2 separate regions of the Cricetulus griseus genome follow, and region 2 is linked to region 1. Evidence: chromatin contacts called from public Hi-C data. All regions are on one chromosome and are shown on one strand. The core of a region is the stretch at or near the end of the contact, and the rest is flanking DNA. Distances in the headings are between cores, read along the strand shown. Region 1 overlaps Mgll (monoglyceride lipase). Region 2 holds the start of Mgll (monoglyceride lipase).

Region 1 (6,846 bases), core at 815-3,314:
TCTGACAAAGACTGACCCTCTCTTGGAGCCTGCACCCCACAGTAGGTGAACAAAGAGAAAATGGATGCTCAGATTGTCTATAGACAGGGTCAGTCTGCAGGACAGAGGGATGCTGGGGCACTCCCCTCCTATGAAGCAGGCAAGCCAAGAATTTACAGGGAGAATAGCCACGACAGAACATTCCAGAACAAGCAAGGGAAGTTGGGGGAGGGGACTTGATTTTGGCACAGGGAGCATCATGAGAACAAGGCTGGCACAGGGGGAGGAGCTCATGAGAAACACTGTTCACAGCTGAGGTAAGAAACAAGCATGTCGCCCTCAGATGGGAGATGCCTGTGCCTGTTAGAGCACAATCCCACCTAAAGAGCGAATGTCTGTACCACATGGAGGCTTCTGGAGGATGGTAAATGTATTGAAAAAACAAAATGAGCCAGGCTCAGAAAGCCAAGAGTGGCATGCATGCTCTTATGGACATATGTGAACTAAATCCCTAAACCTACACTATAAACATTCAAATTATGATTCCCAAGGATGGGAGAGTGAGGAGGGAGAGACAGGAGGATAGGTAGGTTAGGGGCAAATGCAGTTAGGTGGCTACGTCCTGGTGTTCCGTAGCTCATTGAATAGTTCCAAAGAGAAGAGGCATGTTGAGTGCTCTTAGCACAGAGAAGTAAAGGACCAGGGGCAATGGATGAGATGATTGCTCCACACAGTATTGAAGGATGCTCCTGGGGTTTAGGCCTGTAAAAGCAAGGAGACTGCAGTGCCCCCTCTGAGACGGGTGACCCCAGCAGACAGCAGAGAGAAATCTTAAGGCAAATGGCTAACTAGAAGAAGGCTAGCTAACTAGAGGGACATTTTAGTCAGCCATGTAGTACGGGTTTCTAAGCCATGAGTGGCTACTAGGTTGCTAGGACTGTAGGAGCCACCAGCAAGGGAGGGAGCGGACAGGGGCCACTAATCTGCCTCTGAACACTGCTGGTAAGTCCAGAGTCATCCAAGCTACAAGTGACCGGGTAGGACAAATGAGATCCCAGGAGACCTTGCCAAGGGCCACTGCTGTGCACTGGGGGTTGGAGGCGGAGACCTGGGGGAAAGGACAGAAGACGGGGCATGAAGATGGACAGAGCTTCCTGGCAGGAAGGTTCTGGGGATCTAAGCTGTACCAGCAGCTGGAGAGCCCTGGGAACAGCATGGAATGTCCAGATTGTTGCAAAATTGTCATTTGTGATTAGAAGGTGCTAGCTAGAGCAGGACGGAAGGGATCCATACCTGCCTTCTCAGCTACCAGGAGCCTGAGGTGGGACAATGGCTAGCCATGTAAGGCTAGCTTAAGCAACATGGCAGTGTCCCATCTGAAATGAACTAGGGGGAACACTGGGAATGATTGCCGAGTGAGTGCATCATAAGTATGACGTTGTGTGCCCTGCCCGACCCATACACCAGGTCTAATTCCCTGGCCCTTCTGATTACAGATGTATGAAGGTGCCTACCACGTTCTCCACAAGGAACTTCCAGAAGTGACCAAGTCCGTCCTCCATGAAATAAATATGTGGCTTTCTCACAGGACAGCAGCAACAGGCGCTGGGTGCCCACCCTGAATGTACTGGCCAGGCAATCAGCTCGTGGTCTTGGGGGAAGCAGGTAGAGGAAGGGCAGTGCCGGCTGGCTTGAAAAAAAAAATCACAAATTGGAGGGAACCCTAGTGCAATTTACTCTGAAGGAAAAAAAATGATAATTTGTCATATATAAGGCTATTGGCCACTGTCTCTACCACCCTTGGGGGTAGGCACTTTATAAAAGAGGGAGTATATTTTCCACACACAGACTGTGTTGGAATATCCTTTGATTAAAAAATTCAGCCTCTGCCCTCCTCTCCCAGCTCCCGTGGGGTTCAGGGACTCTCTCGTAGTCCCATGTCCCAGCCTGCAATAATCAGAGGTCTCTCTCCTCCTGTCCCAAGCCTTCTCTGACTGGCTGTTCTCTGGCATGTGATGAGGTGGCCTGTGTCCCCAGAGCTAGCTCCTTAGTAGGCTCACGTGCCCCTCCGAGGCACTTCCTCAAAATGGGCAGCCACCCTATGACCTGGTCAGTGACTTCTCAGATGGAAGCCAGGCGTTGGGGAGGGAGGGTGGCCCTGAAGCTCTTCTCCCCACACAGCCCTTCCCCCTGCCGGGAGTTTGGTTACCCAGAGCATGTCGTATGCATTGAGAAAGGCTCTTTTTCTCAGGTTACTAAGTACTCCATGCTGAGGAGGGTGGCTTTGAAGATAAATGTTTAATATATATGGTATATTCTAAAGACTATATGGGTGGGGGTGGGGGGGTGGAGCCTGGACATCTTTGGAAGAACTGGTACCCACACAGGGCCAGTCTGCTGAAGGTCCCAGTCCCCTAAATGAGGAAAAAACAGAGGATAGAGGACTGTGGCCTGGGCTGTCCCTCTGTCCAGAGTCAACTAGGAGTCGCTTGCCAGTAGCATAGCTACCTCCGGTGGCAGGGGAGACTCTTATGAAGCCATGGTGCTGCCTGCCTGCCCAGGGCAGCAAGAGCACTCAGTGGCCACCCACAGACAAGGACCACAGCTGTCTGCACCCCATCGCAGGCTGCAGCAGGATGGCTCAGCCAGGCCTCATAGAGGCCGCCCTGGAGCAGTGAAGTCCAAGCCCCGTGTCCTCTCAGGTGCCCGTCCAGAGGCCTGCCCCAGGCCTCACTTAGTGCCAGCAATAACTGGGGCTCACTGCCCCCTTGGAGCACTTTCATCTTTACAGAGGGGCTTGCTGTTACCTCAGGATTCTTGTTAGTGCACATAGGACCCTGGGAAGGGGGCGCTGCTGCCAGGGAGAACTGCTTGGCTGCAGGGAGGGGTGAGTGGACCCTTGATCCTCCAGAAAGCTGCAATTCAGGGCCCTATGGTCTTGAAAGAGGCACCTGTCAACCCTAGGCTCTGTCATTTCTGGAGTTTATTCTAAGACCTGGGGAGGACCCTCTGCCCTCTCTGGTGGCCCTGACCATGCATGGCAGTCAGAAGCTGGCCACCTACTACAGGCCATAAGGACACTGTGCCCCTCAGCAGGGCCAAGCACTGCATACAGGGAAGGCAGTGTCCAGAGCTGTCCAGAGGCCTCTCTTAGCTCTGCATCTCTTTAGAAAAAAAGACAAAGTGTGCTAAGAAGAGGGGCAGTCAGCACCCCCAGCTGTTCAGGGAACCCTGGACAGCAGCAGACAGGCAAGGGGTGTTTCTGTTCTCCATTAAGAAAAAAAAAAAAAAAAAAAAGGACCCCCAACTCCAGACTGCTGTGCTCCAGGGCCCAGATCTGTGACTCTTCTCAGGAGCCACCCAAGCTGCTCCCAGAAGCACATGCTGACAATGTCACTTTGCAAACCACATGCTGGTACCTGGGCTGGTAGCATTCGTGCATGACTTCATCTACAGAGATGCATGTACTTCTGGTTAAGGAATCGCTAACACTAAAAAGGGGGACATGGTCTGAAATTAGGACTCTCTTGTGAAACCTGAAGAGGGGACAGGGACATGAATGCATCATGTCCTGCATGACAAAACCTGTCTGTAGAGGGCTGGGCCGGCCAGCCGGCCAGCCTTGTGCAGACTCTGCCCTTGGTACTGGAGGAAGCCTGACAAGCTGGGCTTCATAGTCACCCCATCACCAGGATGCAGAGGGATTGGGGTGTGGGAGGGATATGAAGAAGGTGGGAGCCAGCAAGGGGCCACGAGAGCCCTGCCCAGGTGACGGAGAGGGGACCCAGACCCAAGCACCTGTAAGAACACAGCGCCTTCTCCAACAGGACGGACTTAGTGCCTGAAAAGCTTCTTAGGAAAGGGCACCACCTGCAGGTAGTGGGCGTCTCAGCCACTAAGTCCCAGTTCCTCGGTATCCTGTAGGGGAACAGCCTCCCACCACCATGGCCCCTCAGCTTCTGGATGTCCTGGGACCATCGTGAGAGTAGTTGGGGTGCTCTAATACCACAGGGCTCTGCTCAGACCCCACCCCAGGCCACCTCACACTTCCCTTTCTCTTCTGATTGCTAATGTAACTTTCTAGGGATCACAGTGGCTCACTGGTTTGTTACTGTCACCGCGCTCCCCATGTGTACTCTTAGTGGGGATCCTGTACCGGCTTAGAACTAAAGAAACCAATGTGCACTACAGCTCACCGTAATAAATCACATGCTTTTGGAGAGTCCTGTGTCTGTCTGGCCTCTTGTTCTGTGTGTCTACCCTTTTGCTAAGAGAACCACAGGCCTGTGCTGGAAGCAGTGACACATCAATGCCAGTCACCTGACGTGAACTCAGCAGCCCTTCCAGGGCCAAATGCCAACCGGACACATGGATTGTGTCTTCTCCCATCCATTCTTGGGGAGGCCATGCTGAATCATAGATTCATCCCTCAGCACCCCCATCCAACCCCACCCTCCAGTGCTCAGGCAGCCTTAACAGCTTGCTGCTCTGTTGCTGTCCTGTTGGGTGCCCAGGATGGCCAAGCCCCATCTTCACCCACGTCTACTCCCTGACCAAGAGTAATCCAGGACATCTATTGCTGGTGTCCTGGGCACCTCCCCTTGCTCCCCATCGTCTCCTGACCTAACAGCTCTGCTTTCAGAGTATTGGCACCAAACCTATCACTATAACTGCTGGGAAACAGCAGGAGTGCCCGACAAGTCAGAAGTGAGCCTCCCCTATGCAATGGCCTCGTGGGACCCCAGCTCACTAAAGGCCGAGGACCCTACTAAGAGTGGTTTCTTACCTGTGGCACGAATAGCCTCACCATGCCCTGTCCCTAATGGATACGATACACTATTTGTCCTCTGGGCAGCCCTGTCTTTTACTTGGGTTGTGAGGTGAGAAGTACCTGTTCCAACTATTGTCCAGAGGGTCCCCCAGAAATGCTTTGTCATGGGGGCTGTAGAGGGAGGGAGGGAATGAACAGGAGGAGGGGCAGAGGGAAAGAAGTAACTAAATGAGCACAGGGGGTGAGAATGAATGCATGAAGGTGAACAAAGAAGAAAGGAGTGTCAAAAAAAATAAGACAGTTCCTACTTCAAAGAGGACATATGAGTATATATGTATATATGAGTTTATATGAGTGATGATGGCCTGGGAACATGGATTCAGATCACTACAAATTCTAGGTTCCAATGACATTCTTACAGTAACTGAACTAAGAAATTCATGAATCAAGGCACTTCAAGGACATTGATGGAAACATCAGATACACAGGTGTTAGTTGTCTGTATAAGAAATGTCCCCTATAAGCTCTGGTATGTGAATATCTGGTTCCCTGTTGCTGGTGCTGTTTACAGAGGCTATGGAGCCTTTAGGAGTCTTGCTGGAGAAGTACATCACTGTGAATGGACTAAGTCACTCCTGCTCATGGTGCTTTGTCTCCGCAACAAAAAGTAACACAGCAAATGGAAGAAAAATCAGGAAGTCTCGGCTGTACTCTTACTCTTTGGGGGCCTGCCACCCAGTTCCCAAATTAATACATGGAGACTTAATCTTATGAATGCCCGGCCTTAGCTTTTCTGTTTAGCTTTTCTTAAATTATCCCATCTACCTTTTGCCTCTGGGCTTCTACCTTTCTCTATTCTATATACCTTTCTTTCCTTCTTACACCACAGCTGGTTGTGTGGCTGGTGGCTGGCCCCTGGATGTGTCCTCTTCCCATGCCTCCCTCTTCTTTTATTCTTTCTGCCTGGCAGCCCCGCCTATCCTCCCTCCTGCCTTGCTATTGGCCGTTCAGCTATTTAATTAGCCCAATCAGGTGTTTTAGGCAGGCAAAGTAACACAGCTTTACAGGGTTAAACAAATGAAACAAAAGAATGCAACACATCTTTGCATCATTAAACAAATATTCAACAGCATAAACAAAATGTAACACATAGTAATATTCCACAACACTCTACTATAGACCACGGATGCTAACTGATGACATTCTTAGCTTTTGGTTGATGAAAGCTGCTGGTCTGTTAGGTTAACACATTTCAAAGGATTTTGCCTGTTAATCACAAGGACGTTTGGACAGACACAGAGGTGGGCAAGGAATGGCTCTTAAAGAGGCTGAAGATAGCCCGTGATAAATTGTTGTTAGGCTCTGGACCTACACACAGTTTCAGCCTCTCTACAGCCTTGGAAGTTCTAATTAGCCTTACAGAAGGTTCAGTGGCAGATAAATCATCTTTCCAGGAAATCTGGTTCACAGGAATGAGAGGGAATGGACGAGCCACTAAGGAAGGAGCAGTGGGCATGCACCTTTCAAAGAACAGAATAGAAATTGCATCTGGTACTTATGTTAGAACTGACTTGCCTGTGACATGGCTGGGAAATGAGGTACCAACCAGTCAGGGAAGAGGAAGGGGGCAGGACTCAAGACACAGGACATGGTTGGTTATTGGCAGATAAACCTGCAGCATGGAGACCTGCAGAGAGAGAGAAAGACATGGCAGCATAGGGAAAGGACAGAAGAGCGGAGCAAGGCCCAGCCAGCAGTGGGGCAAAGCTGCTCAAGATGTAGGTGACAGGTGTCTCAGGATCCGGGAGAGAAGAGAATACCCACTCCTCTGACCACTGCAGGAAGGAGACTGCCTGTCAGCCCATGATACTCACTGCATTTTCTGGAGTTGTGGTTCTGCTTCCCAGGGAGGCAGAATTCCCATGATGAATGACTGGTGGCGCCTGGCGCCTGGCCCCTGGGGGTGGTGGGCTTCTGTGGCAGGTTGGAAACCCCAAGGGTGTCATAGTATGATGTTTTACTCTTTCGGCTTTTTGAGGGGCTGTCACCTAGCTTCCAAATAAATCACACATGAAGGCTTATTCTTAGTTAGAAAT
Region 2 (6,114 bases), core at 1,378-3,877, 100 kb before region 1:
GCCCCTAATCTCTTAACTCTCAGTCTGTGATCGGTTGGGAGCAACTCTACATTTAGGAGAGATCCTGTTGATAGCTCCAGTGACCTCTCTTCTCAAAACTTTCAAACCATTGAGAACCACAAAACACTGGTGTTGGGAACATTCGAAACAGTGGCTGCAGGATCTGGCCACCCTTCCTTTCAGTAAACCACAGTTGAAGTTAACAGTGGTATGTAACTAATAGGCCCAGCCCAGCTTTGAGACCAGGCTCCCAGCCCCTCCCCTGAGCCTGCTGCCTAACCCTGGCCTACTAGAAAATACAAAAACAGCCTCAAGAAGTCATTTAGCCAGTCTTTCATGTCCAAGCCCTGGAGATCTGCCTAAGGCAGAGGGTGAGCTCACCCTAACCCTCAGCATGGCCTGCAACCAGACTGTCTCTCAGAGGGCCTCCTTTTATTTTTCAAGTTAGATTGCAGGCTCTGCTGCAACCTCACTTCTGTGGATATCACCAATTATGCCTAGATAGTGGCACTATTCAATACTGCTATTTTGCAAAGTGGTTGGTCAAGAAGAAAGTGCAGTAGTCAGGTGTCAGGCATAAGACACAGTGAACAGGCTGTAAATTTAGGGATGGATTCCAGACACTCCACAGTCACACAGCCAGCTGTGCCAGTGGGACCAGGCTCCTGGGGTATCTAGGGGAAGGTGGTTTCATGTAGTGCGTGTGCGTGTGTGTGTGTGTGTGTGTGTGTGTGTGTGTGTGTGTGTGTGTGTGTGTGTGATGTGTCTGTTTCTTCTACAGGGTTCTAAGCACTTGTGAATGTCATATGTCTTTACCTATTTGGGTGTGTGTGGTGTGTTGTTCACCTCTGTTGTGAATGAAAACTCCCGGAAAGAAGCTACATCTGGCTGTGAAGGGAAACTGAAAGGAACCTGTGTCTGCAGAAACTGGTGGATCAGTATTTCAGTTTTGTGGAAAGGTTGAAATGTTGCAGATCCGGAGGAGAATTACCTTATCTTGGGCTAAATTCTGGTCTTCCAGAACAGCCACTCCTTCCTTGACCCTCTTTGTCTGAACTAACATCTTGTGACAAAAGATAAAAAACCTTTTAGAATCTATTGACTGAACAGGACAACTAGCTTCTACCAATCCAAAAGCTAAGCATGCTGTCAGATAGCATCTTGAACCTGTAGGAAAACTTCCCCTATCTCACTGTACCTACCTGGCTGGTGTACCCTCTAATGTGTTTTAAACTTGCCTTGATTTATGACTTTCTCTGTTCTGTAAAACTATAAAAAACTTCCTGAAACTGCTTCCATATTGCAACACGGAATTTGGGTAACCGAGGTCTGGGTTCCCAGGCCATGGCCACTCAGAATGGCTCCAAAATAAATAATCTTATTCCCTTTGAGATGGAAGCTGTGGTTTTTGTGTCTACACTGTGGATGTGGTGTATTGTTTTTCATCTGTGTGCATAGTGTGTAGGAAGTGTGAGTCCATGCTGTTGTGTGTCTATATTCATGTAGTAACTGTGACATTCATGTGTGCCCCTGTGTGTAGCTAGCATCTGGGGGAAGGGTCCTGAGGATGTGTCCTTGTGTCCGTTTGGGTGTGCCCGCACCTGTGCTATGTGAATGTGGGTCTCGCACGAGTGCATCTGTAAACATGTGCATTCAGTACTTGTGAGCATGTACCTGTGTGTGGATCAGTGCTCTAGCCTGTGCGCCTGGGCTGGAGGAGCCCCTTAGTTCGGTTCAGAGCCCCATGACAGTCCCCATGCGGCTGCCGGGTAGGGCCGGGAAGAGCGCGTGGCAGGTCGGCGGGCGGTGCCCCGCTCCTCCCCGGGGGCCGGGCACACGTGGGCCCCCGGCGCCGCCTCCCCGCGCGTCCCCACCCAGCGGGCCGCCCCCGCCGCCGAGCGGCTGGGGATAAAGTGGCGGCGCAGACGCCGCGCCCTATCGCCGCAGCTGGCCACGCGCAGTAGTCTGGCTCTAGCCCTCCGCAGACCGGGACCCGCGTGGTGCTCGGGGGACGTGACAGCGGCGCTCGTGGCCCGGGTAACTGCCTCCCGCCCCTGCCTCAGGATAGGAGCCACCGCCAGGGGTCCCCTGCGCGCGTGTGCGTGCGCACGAGTGTGCGCGCGTGTCAGCGTGAGCGCGCCCCTCGCGCCCTCGCACCAACCCCCAAACCGACTTGTGCCGTCAACTGCATCTTTCCAGCCCGGTGTGGGGACACCGGCCAAGTCCTCGCTGTGTGTGGCATGCCGATGACAGCCGTGGGGCTTCTTTCCCCAAGCAGTCGCGGGCGGGCAGGAGGCAAAGTTTGTCGGAGAATCGGGGTGACTTTGCTCGGGGACCCGCATCTGCGCGAATGCGCGGTGCCGCGGAGCGCGTCTCGCAGCAGCTCCGGGCTGGGGACCGGTTATCCCTCGCTCCCGGAACCCCTTCAGGGGTGTGTTCTGGAAAAGTGGTGACATGAGCTAGAGCTGGAGCGGCAGGAGGGAGCAGCTCGCACCCCTGCAGCCCAGGCGGGGAGGGCGCAGACCCCGCGGTGCTGCCCTGCGGCCGCGATGAGGGAACAGCCCTCGTTTGCCTGGCGCTGATACTCGAGGCTGTGGCGGTAGTGGAATGCAAAAGCCAGGACGGAATGGAAACAGGTTTGTCATGGCATCTTTGGCATTCAGAAGGGAGAAATCGCTGGGGGCTTGTCACTTACTTATTATGGCCCCTAGAATCCACTCAGTGGAGATTTTAGGAGAGATGGGTTCCTGCAGCTGGGGCTTTATACCCCACGGAACTGAGTGTAATTTCCCCTTGATTACAGCTAAAACAGTCTTTAAGATGAAGTTTCCTGAGATTTGAAATAAACACAGATGGGAGGGGGCTGTAATGAGGCACTTAAAAAAAGGACTTAAGGACAAGTGTGAGTTTTCAGACTTGGAGAGGTTTGCAAGAGATGTATGTAAATATATATATATATATATATATATATATATATATATATATATATATTTGAGGTGTTTTTTCTTTTTAACTGCTTAAGGAAAAAAAAAAGCCACTGTCCTGACCCTGAATAAGGCTTTCTTTCCTCCCCAGTGGACATGAGTGAATTTCTGACTTTAGAATATGTCCACCTTTCTTCCAAGGGCCAGAAGACCTCAACAGGATGCCTGAGGCAAGTTCTCCCAGGCGAACTCCCCAGAATGTCCCCTACCAGGACCTGCCTCACCTGGTCAACGCAGACGGACAGTACCTCTTTTGTAGGTACTGGAAACCCACTGGCACACCCAAGTAAGTTCCCTCAGAACCCACTGAGTGGATTCTAGGGGCCTCCTCCTTGGTGGCACCTGCTTCTCTTCCTTGGTCATCATGGGGTCCACCCTTTCTGTGAGTTCCCTCCAACGCCATTGACACCCCTGGCACAGTGGTGGTAGCAGAGTTGAGAGGTGTACTTAACATAGGATTTTCTTAAGAATGAGGGATCAAGAGTTCTCTTTTCACTACAACTAGGATAGGATTCTACTGTCTTTTCAGAGATTCACATGACTTTTTTTTTTTTTTTTTTGGTACCAGAATTAATTTCCCATTGGAAGCATTCATTTAAAAGCAAACCTAACAATTAAAGAAAAAAAATGGGCTGAATTGATGAGAAAACTAAAATTATGTGTGTGCGTATGTACCTTTTAACCTCTGCTGTCTATTCCTGCTTAATCCTGAGGTTCAGAGATGATACCCAGCTGGCTGGCATGAGAGGGGTCTGGTGTTTTTCTTCTGGCTCCTTGCCAGCTCAGTCACCCTGTCCCTTCCCCACCTGAATCCAGGATTTGCCTTGCTGTTAGAAATGGGTTGGGGCTGGGTACAGCCAGACAGCTGCTCTCTTGCCATTCTGTTCCTCCTGGATGAAGCCCTGTTTGTTGGTGTTATTCAGGCCAGAGAATATTTGTGGCAGCCTTGGCCTGGTGAAGTCACTGTTCCTGTTCCCTGTTTCAGAGGAGGCTTACCTGTTCTATGGGCCTCTTGTCTCCCAGGGTCCTGGTGGGTATGTATTCTGTCTCCCACTGGGGCTCTGGGGTTACCTAGTTGAGTGACTTTCTCAACCAGGTGTGTGCAATCCAGCGGGCTTCCTGCTAACAACACAGAGGTAGCGACTGTTAATATCATGGCTTCGGGGCAGTTGCACCAGTTATGCTGTCTTCAGTGTGTTAACCACAGTGGGCAGTGGTGCACAGGCTGGTAGATGCTCTGCCCGTTCTTAAAGATGTGCTGTAGAGGAGAGTGTGCTGGGGTGTGCAGGTGTGTGGAGGTTGGAGCGTCGGTCCCCCTCGTTAATCATTAATTCTCACTCTGACTTACCCAACACGGGCACCGGACATTGTTTTTACTTTCTAACAAGTCCTTATACAGTGAGCAGCTTGATCACTACTAGAGGGGAAACGGAATGAAAGTCCGTTGTTGATGTCCAGCTGGAGCCTTTGGAGGCTTTGTTGGTGGAGTAGTGACAGTGCCCCAGTTCACAGTAGAACACAGAGGGCCTGCAGTCTTCAGCAGGGGGAAGGGAGATGGTGGGCTGGGCCAGGAATGGCCAAGTTGGCTGCCCTCGCCTTGGCTGTGGGTGGTTTTCACAATCTCCCTACTGAAGTTGTGATGCAGGCAGCTCCCGGCTCACTTGCTTTTGCTCTAGTTAGAGACAGCAGCCCAACATCTTGGCTTCAACTGAACCGGCTCTTGGAAGTCAGCATCCGTCTTGTGATAGATGCGATGGGCATAGGAATGGGGCTGGACAGTGGCTGTTACTGGGCTCAAAGATTTGGAAGAAATGTGTGTCCAGAAAAAAAAAAAAAACAAAAACAAACAAAAAAAAAAAAAACAAGTTAAAGTGCAGGAGGCATGAACTAGAGAAAGCCACAGAACCATTAGCATTTGTGGCTTGGCCACTTCCCATACTGTTAGCTCTGTGTTGTAAGAGAAGATAGACAGGTCCTGAAGATAGACAGGTGCCAGCTCTATGGTTTCACAAATAGCCCAGGTAGTTGTCTCTGGATTCCGCTGTCTGCCTGGCCTGCCACCACCTCCCAGAGAGAATTCATTTGGTAAACTATCTTTGGGACTGGGGACTGCCTCTGATGGAGCCAGTCTTGGGAACATTTCACAACCAGCTCAGACGAATTGAGACCACACTGTCCTGGAAGGCTCCTTTGGAGAGCGATATACATCCTTGTTGTTGATGGGCCTTGGAGAGGTCTTAATGGCCCCTTAGAAAGTGTCATAGCAGCTAGGGTAGTAGAACGGCAGTGGGGCTTAGAGCAGGGGCCTATGCCAGCTGGTAGCCAGGGGTCTCCAGGTCTCAATCACAGGAGCAGATGCTTGACAAGCTTTTGTCTCTCATAGTCTGAGAGACCCCAAAATGTCTTTGCCCACGTAGCACCTTCTGCTTGCCAGCAGGAAGAGAGGGTACCTCAGCCTACCCCTATCCTAGAGCTTTTCCCTTCTCTCATTGCAATCTGGGCCTCCCCTTGCATAACAAGCCTCCTCCCAGTCGGGAGGAAAGAGGGGAGGAAAGGATGAGAAAGAGCAAGGAGGCTGAACCTCCATGCCTGTCCCACTGACCACATGATGTTTCTCTGTTACTGTTAACCTCAGATGTCTGCTCCCTAGAACCCCGGGGCCTGTCTCTGTGACTTGGCATTTGTTAGGTTGCTTTTATGGTCAGCTTGCTGTCCTCCTATTCCCTTCCAGGGGCACCTGATATCTGGAGGACTGGCTCTGCAGGTGCCCAGGCAACAAAGTTACAGGTGTCTGCTGGTCACAAGCTGGCAAACCGGCCCAACCTGCTTCTGGATGCTGGTTAAAACTCCCCCAGGAACAAGAGAACTAGCTGTTCTTGGGATAGTTGGTGCAGCTACAGCGGAAGCTGATCATATCTTTACAAATGGTAAACTCCCCAGACCTTAAGGAAGAAGAGAGCATTCCTGGGATAGTTGTTGCAATATGAATGTGCAAACGTGCTTGTTTTCCATATGGTAGGCTGGAGTCTTGGGTTCAGTTAATCATTACGCCCTTTGGCCACATCAAGGCAGGTCTTACTCATCCAGATGTATTTACAGTCATGAAAATACTGTGTTACTTACTGTGGAT

The links. Hi-C and Micro-C count contacts between places; a contact is called where the count stands out from the background.
Region 2: a contact with region 1 is called in a Hi-C map of fibroblasts, with 6 times the contacts expected there. The contact joins the promoter of Mgll here to the enhancer-like site in region 1. A contact is called at or near these places in 2 of 8 Hi-C or Micro-C datasets (fibroblasts and liver).

The regions. Positions count from the first base shown.
Region 1 is chr8:54,471,854-54,478,699 of CriGri-PICRH-1.0, reverse strand. Mgll (monoglyceride lipase) reads left to right here. Exons shown (of 8, transcript XM_035448873.1): 8 at 1,476-1,601. The coding sequence ends at 1,601. Among named protein-coding and RNA genes, the nearest start is that of Abtb1, 15 kb to the right of the region's middle. Within about 2 kb of position 2,064, at least 1 of the 6 cell types and tissues checked has open chromatin away from gene starts, as enhancers often do.
Region 2 is chr8:54,572,892-54,579,005 of CriGri-PICRH-1.0, reverse strand. It overlaps Mgll (monoglyceride lipase), which reads left to right and starts at 2,627. Exons shown (of 8, transcript XM_035448873.1): 1 at 2,627-2,636; 2 at 3,126-3,270. The coding sequence starts at 2,627.